Regions from separate parts of the Hordeum vulgare genome. Here region 1 is linked to region 2. A link is a contact called in public Hi-C data. All regions are on one chromosome and are shown on one strand. The core of a region is the stretch at or near the end of the contact, and the rest is flanking DNA. Distances in the headings are between cores, read along the strand shown. Region 1 holds the start of LOC123405735. Region 2 has its middle 34 kb from the start of LOC123404350.

Region 1 (6,472 bases), core at 83-2,582, 190 kb after region 2:
CTTAGACGTGGCAAGCAGGACTCGATCCAGTGGTAAGGAGGAGTTGCACTTGTGCACACTTATTAGGTTGGTCCATTTGATAGTTTTGTTTAAAACAACGTGTCAATGCATGTATACCAGTACAATCTGAAACCCCGGCTCGGCTCCACAGGGGTCCAGCATGCATGTACGTACGTACACAGCTGGCTCACGTATAACGTACTTACTCAAGACTGGAAATAGCATGCATACAGATAACTGATGTCTCATACTGTACATCCAAGACTGACCAGGATCATCAAGGCTAATAATTATACAGACCCAACAATGGAGTAATTAACCAGCTAGAATAGACAGTCGATCGGTCCGATTAACATCACACTAGGTACTAGCAGATCGATTCACACATATGGCACTCGATCATATATATATAATGCATACTGGAGTAGTTGATCGATTCACACAAAGGAGTAGTGCATGATCCCTTCGCCTCCAAGGAGAAGGTCCATGAAGCTGAGGAGGTCGCCAGTTACGAAGACGGAGACGCTCCCGAAGCAGATCCCGAAGAGCCCTGGGTCGGCGGCGGCGAGGATGAGGGTGGCGCGGGCGTACATGTAGTGGCGGACGACGGTGAGCGCGAGCTGGAGGAGGGCGAGGGCGCGGCGGCGGCATGGGAGCCGCAGCGCCTGCGCCGCGACGGCCGACTCGAGCACCGCGCAGCAGACCATGGCGAGCCAGAGGGCCCTCCACTTGGCGGCCGCCGCCGCCGTCACCCCGACGCACGGCAGGATGAAGGAAGCCTGCATGCATGCATGCACTCAGACGGCCGGGATATATACCTACCAGTTTGGCGTGCGATGATCGGAAAGTCTAGCTAGCATCTTGCCTAGCAGTACTGCAGTAGACGACTAGACGGGTCATTAGGTTGGTACCTGGCTGCCGCAGAGGTGGAAGCTGTCGAGTACGTAGTCGGCCGCCGTGGCCAAGGCGAAGACGACGACGGTGCCGGCGGCCATGGAGAGCGCCCGTACGCTGGCCGGGTGGGCGGCGGCAGTCTTGTTGCCGTCCATGGTGGATGGAGCTAGGACGAGACCAACAACAAGGCATGCACAGGGTCAGTTGGTTCGCTTGTTGAATTCTCCGTCGGAGAAAGAAAAAGAAACGATCCGAGGAGGAGGGGACTCAGACTCACCTTCACCCGTCGAGATGGGATCCGAGGACGAACGCTTGGTCTTGGTGTGCTTCTACGTGAAGGCAGGGTCGAGGCGAGGTTTAGGGCAATGGCTCAAGGTGGGTGAGGCTGTTTAAGTAGAGCGAGCCCGTGAGGCCGTGATGCAAAGGCGAAGACGTGACGTGTCGAGCCGGACAGTGGACTGCCGGTGATGAGACGATCTCAGCCGCTGGCCATGGCCATGGGAAGCTGCGTGCGTCTACCTCTTTCAACTGGATGTACATACTAGGTAAGGACATGTGATGTGAGTGAAGCTCCACACAGGCGCGCGCACACACGCGCATTCAAGCATACGTGCACAAGAATAGAAGGTGGGGCTCCAAAGCTCTACTGCACGGTTTTGCCTTCCACAAACAAAAATAAAGCACCCACTGCAAAGACGTGTTGTCCTGCCCCCCGCGTTTAAAAGGACCCATTGAGCTGATCCCCCGCGTTTGTCCTGCCCCCGCGTGTGCTCTCGCTCGGGCGATTCGGGCGGGGACGAAACCCTAGCCGTCGGAGTCTTTCCTTCATTTCCTCCCTCCTTCCGCCGTCGTCGAAGGTGGCGGCCGCCTCCCTCTATCCTGTGACATGGGGATGGTGCGGAGCCACGCGACGTGAGGAGGCGCGGTCGATCAGGTCTTGGCGGCATGGCGGGCGTCCCTGCTTGACCAGGAGTGCACGTCGACCGGCTTTGTCTTGGTTGGTGATGGATGCGGGCCCGTCGGCCGGCCTTGCTTCGGGCAGCGGTTGCTACGTTGCACCGACGGCCGAATCTGTGACGACGGGTCATCTGACCTCGGATCGGTGGCGACGGCATGAAGGGCTTGGTGGACAGGTCAATGCCATGAGTGGTCTGGTCTCCAGACAGATCTGATCTGGCTGATGGAGTCTGCTTACTGCGCAGCGGCTCAAATCGGTGACGACCCATGCACATGATGCTTGATGAAGGTTCATCGAGCAGATCCCAATGAAAACCTCATTCTCAACGTGTTGCCAAGACTGGCGATGGCGGCACTCTTTTGTGTTGTTAACTTCTTGAAGGCATCGCCATGGAGAAGCTCCATACCGGTTGGCTGCCAGAATGAATGCAAAACATTGGATTTAATTGTAGGTGAGTATGATGATAATCATGAAGAGACTTTGAAAGATTACTATGTACATGAAGACACATCAATTTAGGTATAATGACAATACAGTGGTAATGGTAGATTGTTTTGTACCATGCGGCGTGTGCTCCTTTCGCTCGTTTTTCTTGGTTTTCATGCGACGGTGTGAAGGGCTACACAGTTATAAACTATAAGAGTCTTGAAAGGTGAGTATAAGCAGTAGTTTTTAAGAGTAAAATTGGCATGGTGTGTTTACGCGCATCATTACTGATGGTGATAACAACTGGTTTGTAGGCTGCATTGTTATGCTGAGGAAGTGATTCAGAAGGCCTTCTATCATCAATGGTTCAAATAACATTACAAATTTTTTGCAAGGAAATGTCTCGGTCGCTATTTTGCTCAACTATAGCCTTTCTTGATGCTATGTAGCAGCTACACGAGTAGGCACAGCGAGTAGCTCACTTAATTAGTAATGCTATGTAGCAGATCAAAACCAAATAGAGGATAAGAGGAGATGAAGCAACATGTGGTAGACATGACTAAATGTCCTAGAAGGGAGAAAATAAATGAAAAGAGTGTATAACAAGCACACTAGAGAGACGATGGGTCAACTATGCTTGTAATCAGTTTGTCGGCGGTGATCCTTGACTCACACTCCGTCGAAGGCGATCCTCGACTCAACCCACACCATAGTGGACTCATGAAGCCGCATGAAGATTTTCGCCAAAGCTCGACCACCTGCAATCAGACAACACAACTCCGACTCTGACGAAGAACTTTGAATGACAAATCCATGCACGAGTGGTGCCGCGAAAGATCACCAAACAGGCTACCTGCAACCAGTCATCGTACACCTCATGACCCCGTCGTGGGAGCTTCGATTCCACATAAACAAACATTGAAGCCATGGTCAACCTCCACCATGAGGGCCCACCACACCACCCCTGCCACCACCACCACCGAACATGCCACATGGCGACCGACGCAGCCACTCACACCCTGTGGATGCCGCCGCCGGCCCTCCTGTCACGTAGGTCAACAGGATCGTCGAAGCAGGGCCACTGCTTCATACCGAGCATCATGCCGACAAGTCACATAGGAGCGCCGCCCACGGCCATTGACCACCACGGTCCCTCGTCGTAGTCCATGCACCCGTCGGTGACAGCACAAGCAAACACCGGTTGAAGAGTCCTCAGGCACAAGCTACTCATTGAAGATTCGTTTTTGCAAAGGATTCTTCATTTTTATTGCTCTAATAGTGTCATCAATTCATACATAGATAGACACAAAAAAGGACAATAGGCTGCGCTCCCATGGCTGATTTGGCCATCACCGTCCGATCGACCACCTCCACTAGTATAGTATGTACCAGAATTCAAGAGAATTCCGACTCCCGCACTTTTCTATGCTAATAAGTTGCAGGATCATGCAACTACGTACGTAGGTCTACTACGCTATGTACAACCAAGTAGTACTACGTATTATCGTGCACGGCGGCCTCTGCTTAGAAGACGAGGCAATCCTTGTCGAGGTCGTACCCCATCTTCTCCAGTCCCGGGCGCACCGTGCACTCGAGCATCGCCGGAGGCCCACAGACGAGCGCGAGCGTCTCGCCGTCGCCGCCCAGAGGCAGGTGCTCCCTGAGCACCTGCTCGTCCACTCTCCCCACGCCGTATTCCCACGCGTCCTCCGGCCGACCCACCTTGCTCACCACGTACCACACCTTGAGCCGCGCGGGGTTCGCGGCCGCCCACCGGTCGATCTCCTCCCGCAGCAGCATGTCGTCCTCCGTGCGGTTCGCGTACACCAGGTGCATCTCCGTGGTGTCATCGGGCTGGTCCCTCAGCACGGCCTGGATCACCTGGTACACCGGCGTGATCCCCGTCCCGCCGGCAACCATGGCGAGCCGGCGCGCGAACCGGCGCTCGCCGCCCACCGTGAAGGCGCCGCGGCCGGCGTACTCGATGTGGCCCACGGGGCCCTTGATGTCGACGGGGGCACCGAGCGGCAGCGCGTCGAGGTACTGCGACATGAGCCCGCCGGCGGGGAACTTGGGATCCTCGTCCTTGAAGTATATCTTGATGAGCAGCTCCACGTGGCCAACCTCCTCGACGGAGCTGGTCGGCGTGTACGCGCGCATGCAGAGCTTGCCGCCGGTGGACGCGCACACGTACACGTGCTTGCCGACGGGCAGCCCGAGCTTCTGGTGAGGCGACGGCAGCGCGAACCTGAAGAGGCGCACGTTGTGGGACATGCTCTTCTTGTCCACGAGCCGGCACCGCACCTTCTCCCGCGGGTTGGCGAGCGCGACGGCGGAGGCCGGCAGCCGAGGCACGACGACAGCGGGGGCCTCGACGATGGCCGCGAGGTCGGCGTTGCTGCTCTGCGGCGAGTAGTCGTTGCCGGTGACGATGAGCTCGCCGACGCGGTACATCTCGAGGAGTCCGCGGGCCTTGGCGGAGTGGATGGCGTCGAACTCCTCGGTGCAGTCGGAGCCGGCGTTGATGAGGATGCTGTCGGCGCCGCCGGGGTGGTCCTTGAGGAAGCCGGTGCAGTCGTAGACGTGGCCGTGCACGACGATCCAGGCGGAGTCCTTGGAGGCGTGGCGGCGCACCTCGGACATGGTGAACTGGGCTGAGGCGGTGGACATGAAGGGCGTGGAGGTGCTCCGCTTGAGCGTGCCCTGCGTGGTCTCGGACGTCTCGATGTGCTTCTGGCGCGCCATCCAGCCGCCGGACTGGTTGCCCGGCTGCGTTGGGTGGTCGAAGACGAGGCCGATCTCGCCCTTGTGGGGGCGGCAGACGTTGATCTTGACCCGGAACCAGCAGTTGTTCATCATGCCCATGAGGTTCCAGATGAGGCGCTCCGGCTGGGTGTTGAGGGCCTCGTCCCACGCGCGGACGGCCATCTCCTTGCCGCCCAGCAGCTCCAGCACCTCAACCTCCACCGACCAGAAGCACCAGCACCAGTACTTGCCGTACTTGGTAGGACGCTCCGGGTGCTCCAGATCGCACACCTGCCACGTCTCGCCGCCGTCGAGGGTCACCTCCACCCGCGTAACTTTCCGGCCACCGCCTGATAAAAGAAACAGCACCGCTGTGTTTAGAATAGTCATATCCAGGCCCAGAAAAACAGGCTGGAACCTGGGCTTGTGTAACGACTAACGAGCCGGCCCAAGCCCAAAACTATTTCCGACAGAGATGATGTGATGTGACGCCGGACATGAGATGTGGGTGGGAGGGGGGACTCACCGGAGTAGGCATATCCCTTCATCGTATACGGCTTCTGCGTCGTCAGCGCGTTGATGGGCAGCACCTCGTCGTGTCCGGGCGTGGTGATCACCGAGTTGATGTTGAGCTCGTTGATCATGCACTCCGGCTTGTACCACCAAGCTGAAAACATCCAGACAAACAAGACACCGTAAGGCTCGCCGTCGTCATGTGCCCTGTCGGCATGCACGCGACGTGCACTGCATACGCTAGCCTAGGAGAGAAGGCAAATCGGAAGTACCTTCGGCATTGGCGAGCTCGGCGTCGACGTGTGACGGCAGCACGCGGTTGTCGCGGTAGTGGTAGTAGCTCTCCGACTCGTTGCAGGCCACGACGATGCGCTTGAGCCACTTGACCATGCGGCCGCCGATGAAGCCCGGCACGATGACGCGCACGGGGAATCCGTGGTCGGGCGCCAGCGGCTCGCCGTTCTGCATGTAGGCGAGGATGACGTCGCGGGCCGGGTCCATGGCCACGGACCGCCGGAGGCTGGTGCCGTACTTGCACCCGCCGCCGCCGGGAAGGTCCTCGGCGCCCTCGAAGCACACGTTGGAGGCGGCGCCGGCCCCCATGACGCCGCACCGGCGCAGCACGTCGCGGAGGCGCACCCCGCGCCACACGGTGGTGGAGATGGCCCCGGGACCCCAGTTGAAGCCCGAGGACTGGCGCACCATGTTCTGCTCCTTGCGCCGGTTGCCGGCGCACACCAGCGTGACCGGGAACTCCACGGCCTGGAACCCCGTGACGAGCTCCTCCATGGTGAACTTGACCGGGCGCTTGACGAGGCCGGTGACCTCGACGGTCCAGGTGGACCAGTCGGCCTTGGGCACGGCGCCGTGGTTGCGCACGTAGTGGAGCGGGACCGGGGTGATGAAGCCGTGGGACATGAGCCGCGGCAGCGGGGG
Region 2 (6,537 bases), core at 1,266-3,765:
GCTAACGTAAGAATGGAACCGCTCGCTCACGCCAGGTCTAGTTCAGAGCTGTTCCGGTCCGAGCTTCCCGTCGAGCCGTCGCCATCTAGGCTATCAAGCATTCAAGCTTAGGCATTTTAACGGACTTTATGGGTTTATATATCTCTTTGCTAGGTAGCTCTACTGTTTGGCTTGCCTGTTCATGAATGATGGGGGGTCATGCAGAGGCATGGCCGGCCGCAAGTGGGCGCTTGTCGCCTGCGCCGTCGCGTCCGTCGGTCCTCGGTCGGCGTCACGAACGGGATCACACAAATACCATCGTCGGAGTACGTGCGCCGACGGTACTTGCGGCGGACACTTAGTGGCCGAGCAAAGCAGTGAGCTCGGCTGGCCGGCCGGAGAGAAGGGCTGTCGGCTGGCTTTGCTTGCAAGTCTCTGGACGGTAAAAGCTGTGCACGCGTGCATGGCTATTTTATATTGGCCGGTGGATTTTCTCTGGAATCCGCTTTGGTCATGAGCCCTGCCAATTTTCCACGCGCGCATGACCCACCCAGTTGATCAAGTGACCGAGCAAGACAAACGTACGTGCAGATTTGATTTGCAGCACGATATCGGATCAGAGATCAGCGTGCGCAGGAGTCAAAGATTCAGATCACGGGCTCCTGGCTGGTAGCTAGCATGCAAAAGTGGCGCCATCTGCACGAGTACTACGTACTCCGGGAAGAGGCCAGGCGAGGAATGCAATGGACGGACGGACTTGATCATTTGCAACTTGGGCGATGGCTAGCTCAAGTGGGCACTGACATTATAATCCACTGCGAGAAAACAAAGAGGAAGATCTAACGACGACGCCGGGAAGATCTTCCCTTGGAATAATCCACGGCAAGGTAGCCGGGGAGATCGCAGACGAAAGAGATCGAGATCGACGAGATAACCATGCATTGTTCACGGCACGCTGACGAACAGTATACATCGATGACTAAAGCAAGGCGATGCCCTCGTCGATCGGTCGCGGAGCAGCAGCAGGCGTGCGTGAGGCCACACGTACGTACAGTCCGACAGCGAAACCAGATGAAGAACGACAAAAGGTTTCCGGCCATGGGTGGAGACCTGGCCCGAAGAATATATCCGCACGTATTCGATCCCTACGTAGCTACGCCTTTCAGTTGCATGCGGGCCAAATATGAAACTCGCACGTGAGATTTCTCGGATTGTGATCTACTTTAGTCCTGGAAAAACTTTTGCAAACGGCCTGGAATCCAAATTTAATCCTTCCTGCTGGGCTGCTGCCGGTGTCCTTCCCAGATTGCACACACAAACCTTAATCGGCCAACGTAAAGTACAAGGAATTTCTTTTCCTCCTGTTTCTATAACAGATCGCTTTATGAAAGTGGAATGCTTGATGCGATTCCCTGCAGATAAGATCGTTCCTCTTGTGAACAAGCGCAGCAGCTTCGTCTAATATATATTGTTATCCCCTGTGGCAAATACTAACACTTGCAAGTTATACTAGTGGCCGAATAACTTTGGCTAATATTTGCATATGTGCTCCTGTTAACTTCTTGAGGGAATTCCATGGTAGGTATCGAGAAAGTAATTCCAGGGGTGGACGTGATCGGATCATGAGAGGTTATTACGCTACATGCTTAGATTCGTTATCAGATGACCACTTTGTTAGCCGCGCAAATTTCTTGGCGCGCACACACGCCTGCAACTTTTCAGCCGGCCATGACAAACTAGGGCTCATCAGGAATGGGAATCTGAAGGCGTGGCAATTGTAACCTCACAAAACGTTTAAAATGGGATCCCAACGAAACCGAACGAGCTTGATGTGTCTAGCAAGATATACGTATCTGTGGCCAATCTCATCATCTTATCCATGCACCAACCAGCCTAACTCTCTCGACGTCTCTCCTTTTTGAGAAATCAATGGTCGCCTCCGATGTCTGTGTGAGTCATGTGCAAGTCATCGGACGTATAAGAAGAAAAATAAAAGATGTGGCTGAACGAACGAAAAATAGGTGCTTAAAACAGACATGTCCAATCATTGATCGGCCGCGTCCACAAATGTTCATAAACGATCATATTTGATAAGTACTGCTCTCATACTACAATCTCGATCCATCGTCCAGGAAAGCTGGAAGAGAGACGGCCAAGGAGAGAAGAGCCGACTAAAAAAAATCAAGAGGAGAGGAGATCGGGTAGATAGAGGATCTCCGACCCATGCGTCGATCCCATGCAGTAGGCCAGTTCCCCCTCCAATAATGTATCCAAGTACAAAGGGTTACAGGGGATTTACAGGTTGGTTAGTTTTGGTTGAAGTTTAAAGGGTGAAAGGGCACACCCCATATAAATCAGGGAGGGAATGGTTAGTTGGCATCAAAGTATTCTAGTCAACCTGTAATTGCATGTAATCTTTAGTACGTTTAGCATTTTTGGTTCCCCTTCCGCCAGGACGGGACGCAGCTGTAGCTCCACAGTGACGCCACACCCTGTCGCCCGTGCACACGCGAAGGCCGTCGGTCGTGTGATCCAAGAAAATCGGACCCATCAATGAGCGAGCGAGATTACGACTGTACGGTGTATGATTGATACGGTGTCCTTTTGTCACTTAGCACTGATACTGTAGCGTTCATGTGCACGACGGGCGGCCATGCGTACTGCATCTGCATGTGCGTGTAGATATGTACAGCTTGGTTCCAGTGCTCCAGTGGAAACGTGAGATTCACAGTCGAACACACAGGGGTTGCTTTTTTTTTTTTTCAAGGCCAGTTTAAACACTGGAATTTTACCCACGACACAGCACTCGTTCTACTCGACGGTAAAGACTTGGCTTTAATCTTCTATTCGCTCCGTTTCAAAATAAATGACTTTACTTTATACTAACTTTATTAAAAAGTTAGTATAAATTAAAGTCATTTATTTTAGAACGGAGAAGTATTATAAATGATCATGATGCATCAATCAACAGGTTTTAAAAAGTTGCAGCGCAGCACTTGCCTGCCGGCTTGATTTGGCCCGATCGATCAACGTCCACCTGATGGACATGATTTCGTCGCTTCGAGCAATAGTTAGCACACCGGACCACCCAAATTATCAATCAGGACATGATCGATCAAGGAGGGTGGGATGAATTATTGGTGCTTCAGCCGAGCACCCACCCATGTGGGTTCACGGATGGGCATGACGATCATGACGTTTCTATCTCTTTTTTTTTTTTTTCTGTTTTTGGTTCCGGGCAACGATCATGGGCACGCCTATTGGGAATATCATATTTAGCGCCACATCCGTTGGTTATAGGCAAATTTTATTAACCGACGGCTGCTGCGCTTCTGCGATGGGCCGGCCCATCTAGATATCTTGTAAGTGTTTTAGTTCATGAATTTTTTTCTAAATCACTAACTTTTTTTAAATTAAAATCTTTTTAAAAAAACAATAATTTTTTTATAAAATCGGAGAAAATGCATGAACATATTTTAAAAATCGAAGAATTGTTTTTTAAAATGGATGAACTTTTTTAAAATGGACAAACTGTTTTTTCTAATTTTCTGAAATTTTTTAAAATCCATGAACAATTTAAATGTAGGCCAACTTTTTTCATGATCAATAATTATTTTTGCAAATCTTAAACTTTTAAAATTCAATAAAAAAATTTAATATTTTAATGGCCAACCACACTCTACATGGCCCGTCTCATAAGGAAAAACGCTACAAGCGTCAGTTCCTTAACTGGCGCTCAAGGCGCCACATAGAAGCTTCCTATTCCTCGCGTTACCTGAGATGTGAAATCACTAGTTAGCGAATACACCTTTCAACGGTTACTCTCATTTTCACAGGTTGCGACAAGTGGTGCACTGCATGCGTGCCACTTGTCGCAACCTAGGAATTTTCTTTTTTTTCATAGATCCATATTTTCAAAACGTTTTATCTCCTAAAACGTGCGTCCAAATCTCAAACCGTTTTCACTGTTGAATTTCTCGCGTTGAGATCTTAAAAATTAGATCCCATGTAAATAGGATTTGACAAACTTTTTTTTCAAGAAAAAAATCGGAAGAAATAAATAATGCCTCACGCGATAGAAAAAAAAACAAAAAATATATTATTTTTTTTCATTTTTGAGAGGCACATGTCGAGCCTCTCACGAAGGCATAACCGTTCCTCTCGCGGAAGCAAAACCGTAACTCTCGCGGAAAAAAAGAGTAGAAAACGCGTTTTTCCCCTTTTCGGGAGAGGCACACGCGTGCCTCTCGCGAAGACAAAACCGTGCCTTTCGCGAAAGCAAAACCGTGCCTCTCGTAAAAAAATAGAAAACACGTTTTTTCCCTTTCGGGAGAGGCACTCGCGAAGGCAAAACCGTGTCTCTCCCAAAAAAACTGAAAACGTGTTTTTCCCTTTCCGAGAGGCACGGGCAAGCCTCTAGTGAATGCAAACCCGTGCCTTTCGCGAAAGCAAAATCGTGCCTCTCAAAAAAAAAAGATATGTGTTTTTTTCTCTTTCTGAGAGGAACGGACGTGCCTCTCGCTAAGGCAAAACCGTTCCGCTCGCGAAAGCAAAACCATGCCTCTCGCAAAAAATTAGAAAACGTCTTTTTTGCGTTAAAAAAACAGAAAACACGGTCTTTTCACGAAAAAAATGAAATTTTTATCCCGTGCAAAAGTTACAAAAGACCGGTAAAAAACCGGAACACCAAAAAAATCCAGAAAAAAAACACTCTAAAAAGCCAAAAACACGTGAAAAAAATAAAAATAAAATCAAATATGAAGGGAACGTTCGGAGCGTGACACTCTAAAAAGCCAAAAACACGTGAGAATGCGTCAAGTGGCGGCGCGCGAGAGTGAATGCTGAGAGGCTTTGGAAGGAGTGCTTGCTAACTAGTTGCTCTTCCTCAGACGAAGGTGAACCATCATGTCTGTACGAGCCCGAGAGCCAGGCTAGCCACGTTGGTGGCCGTAGCCTTTTTTATTTATATTTTCTGTTTTTTCTTTTTTTTGCATCATATTTGTATGTTGCTAAATGCTGTATAATATCCGACATATATAAATTTCAAAAACACTTTTTAAAAAATGTTCATCAAGTATTTGAAAAATGTTGAATAGGTAATAAAAAGATATTAAACAAGGATTTGAAAAATGTTGAATGACTATTAATAATGTTGAATATATATATAAATATCTCCAACAGCCGCGCAAAAAGGGGCGCGTGCAGTAAACATCCATTTTAGCGCGCGCGGGACAGAATGGCGCACTCCAGCGACGGCGGAAAAACCGCGCGCACGGGAGCAGCTTGCGCGCGCGTGAAAAGGCGGCAGCTCGCACGCCATTTTTGCGGCGCCGCGTCCCACGCGCCTATAAAAGCGCAGCGCGCTGCTGCTCCCTCGCGACACCGCTCCGCTCTCTCTCTCTCCATCTGCCTCTCGCGCCGCCGCCGCCCCAGCGCGCCGCCCCCGATGCGCCACCATGCCGCCGCGCCGCCGTTCTGCGTCGGGCTACCGCGGCGTCCACCAGCGCCCCAACGGCGGGTTCTACGCCGAGATACGCTCCGGCGATCTCCGGCCTAGCCTCGGAACCTACGACACGGCACACGAGGCCGCCCACGCGTTCGACGCGGCGGCGTGGCGCCTAGGCAGGCCGTGCCGCCAAATGAACTTCCAGGACGTCCACACGCTCCAGCAGGCGTTAGACGTCGCCCCGCCGCCTCGTCTAAACTCCGCACAAGACCGTGCGGAGCACACTGCGCTGCAGCGCCGCCTCCTCGTCGCCCAGGAGGACGAGCGGGTCATGGCGGAGTGGCGTCGGCGCCACCCGGAGGACGTCGCCTACGAGCAGGAATATTGGGCAAGGCGCCGCGAGGAGGACACGCGCCGGCGCCGCGAGGAGCGGTTGGACAGGCGTCGGCGGAAGGCATTGGCGAGTGCGCAGGCCGACATCGTCAATGTAGGCGGGAGGTCCTTCTTTACTGAAGAAGATGAGCGTTGGTTGGACATGTGGCTGTCAACCTCTGACGACACCAACGACGATGATGATGGTGCAGATGATTGGAGCGACTGAGATTAGTTTTATGTTTTCGAACTATCTAGCACCGAACTATCTATCTATGTTTTCGAACTACCTATCTAGTTCCAATCTATGTAAAATAACTTTGTATCCTTTTCATTTTAATGCAATCTATTTATTAAAAACTGTTGTGCGCGCTGCATTTTTGGGCACTGCTGGAGCAGCGCGCGCGCTGCATTATAGCGTGGCTGTTGAAGCCAGCGCCTATCCCCGCGCTAAACCAGCCGAAGCGCGCGCGGCAAACGCATTTTTTAGACGCGGCGCATAGCGCGGCTGTTGAAGATGCTCTAAAGCGCATACGACTCAGCTGCACGCCGGCCCACAGATAGAGAAACATGGCATTGGTGTCAAAACAACATTCAGAATCCATACGCTCTATTGTCGGGAGCTCCTAATTGGCGCTGCAGGCGCTAGTTCCCCTAGCCGGCGCCCACACACTATCACCCGTGGGCTGGCCCATATAGAAGCGTTTGATCAAATCGCTGGTGGTTCGCTCCGGTCCGAT

What was found. A called contact is a pair of places that touch in the nucleus more often than the background predicts.
Region 1: a Hi-C map of seedling shows a contact between it and region 2, with 2.0 times the contacts expected there. The contact joins the promoter of LOC123405735 here to the enhancer-like site in region 2. A contact is called at or near these places in 2 of 6 Hi-C or Micro-C datasets (leaf and seedling).

The regions. Positions count from the first base shown.
Region 1 is chr6H:521,190,042-521,196,513 of MorexV3_pseudomolecules_assembly, forward strand. It overlaps LOC123405735, which reads right to left and starts at 1,333. Exons shown (of 3, transcript XM_045099312.1): 1 at 1,172-1,333; 2 at 912-1,060; 3 at 438-779. The coding sequence starts at 1,049. The coding sequence ends at 438. LOC123404584 (nitrate reductase [NAD(P)H]) reads right to left here. Exons shown (of 3, transcript XM_045098524.1): 1 at 5,809-6,472; 2 at 5,550-5,690; 3 at 3,520-5,373. The coding sequence ends at 3,803.
Region 2 is chr6H:521,000,351-521,006,887 of MorexV3_pseudomolecules_assembly, forward strand. No RefSeq gene overlaps it. Among protein-coding and RNA genes, the nearest start is that of LOC123404350, 34 kb to the left of the region's middle. Within about 2 kb of position 2,516, at least 3 of the 3 cell types and tissues checked have open chromatin away from gene starts, as enhancers often do. A contact at or near this core is called in leaf and seedling, where this site is marked.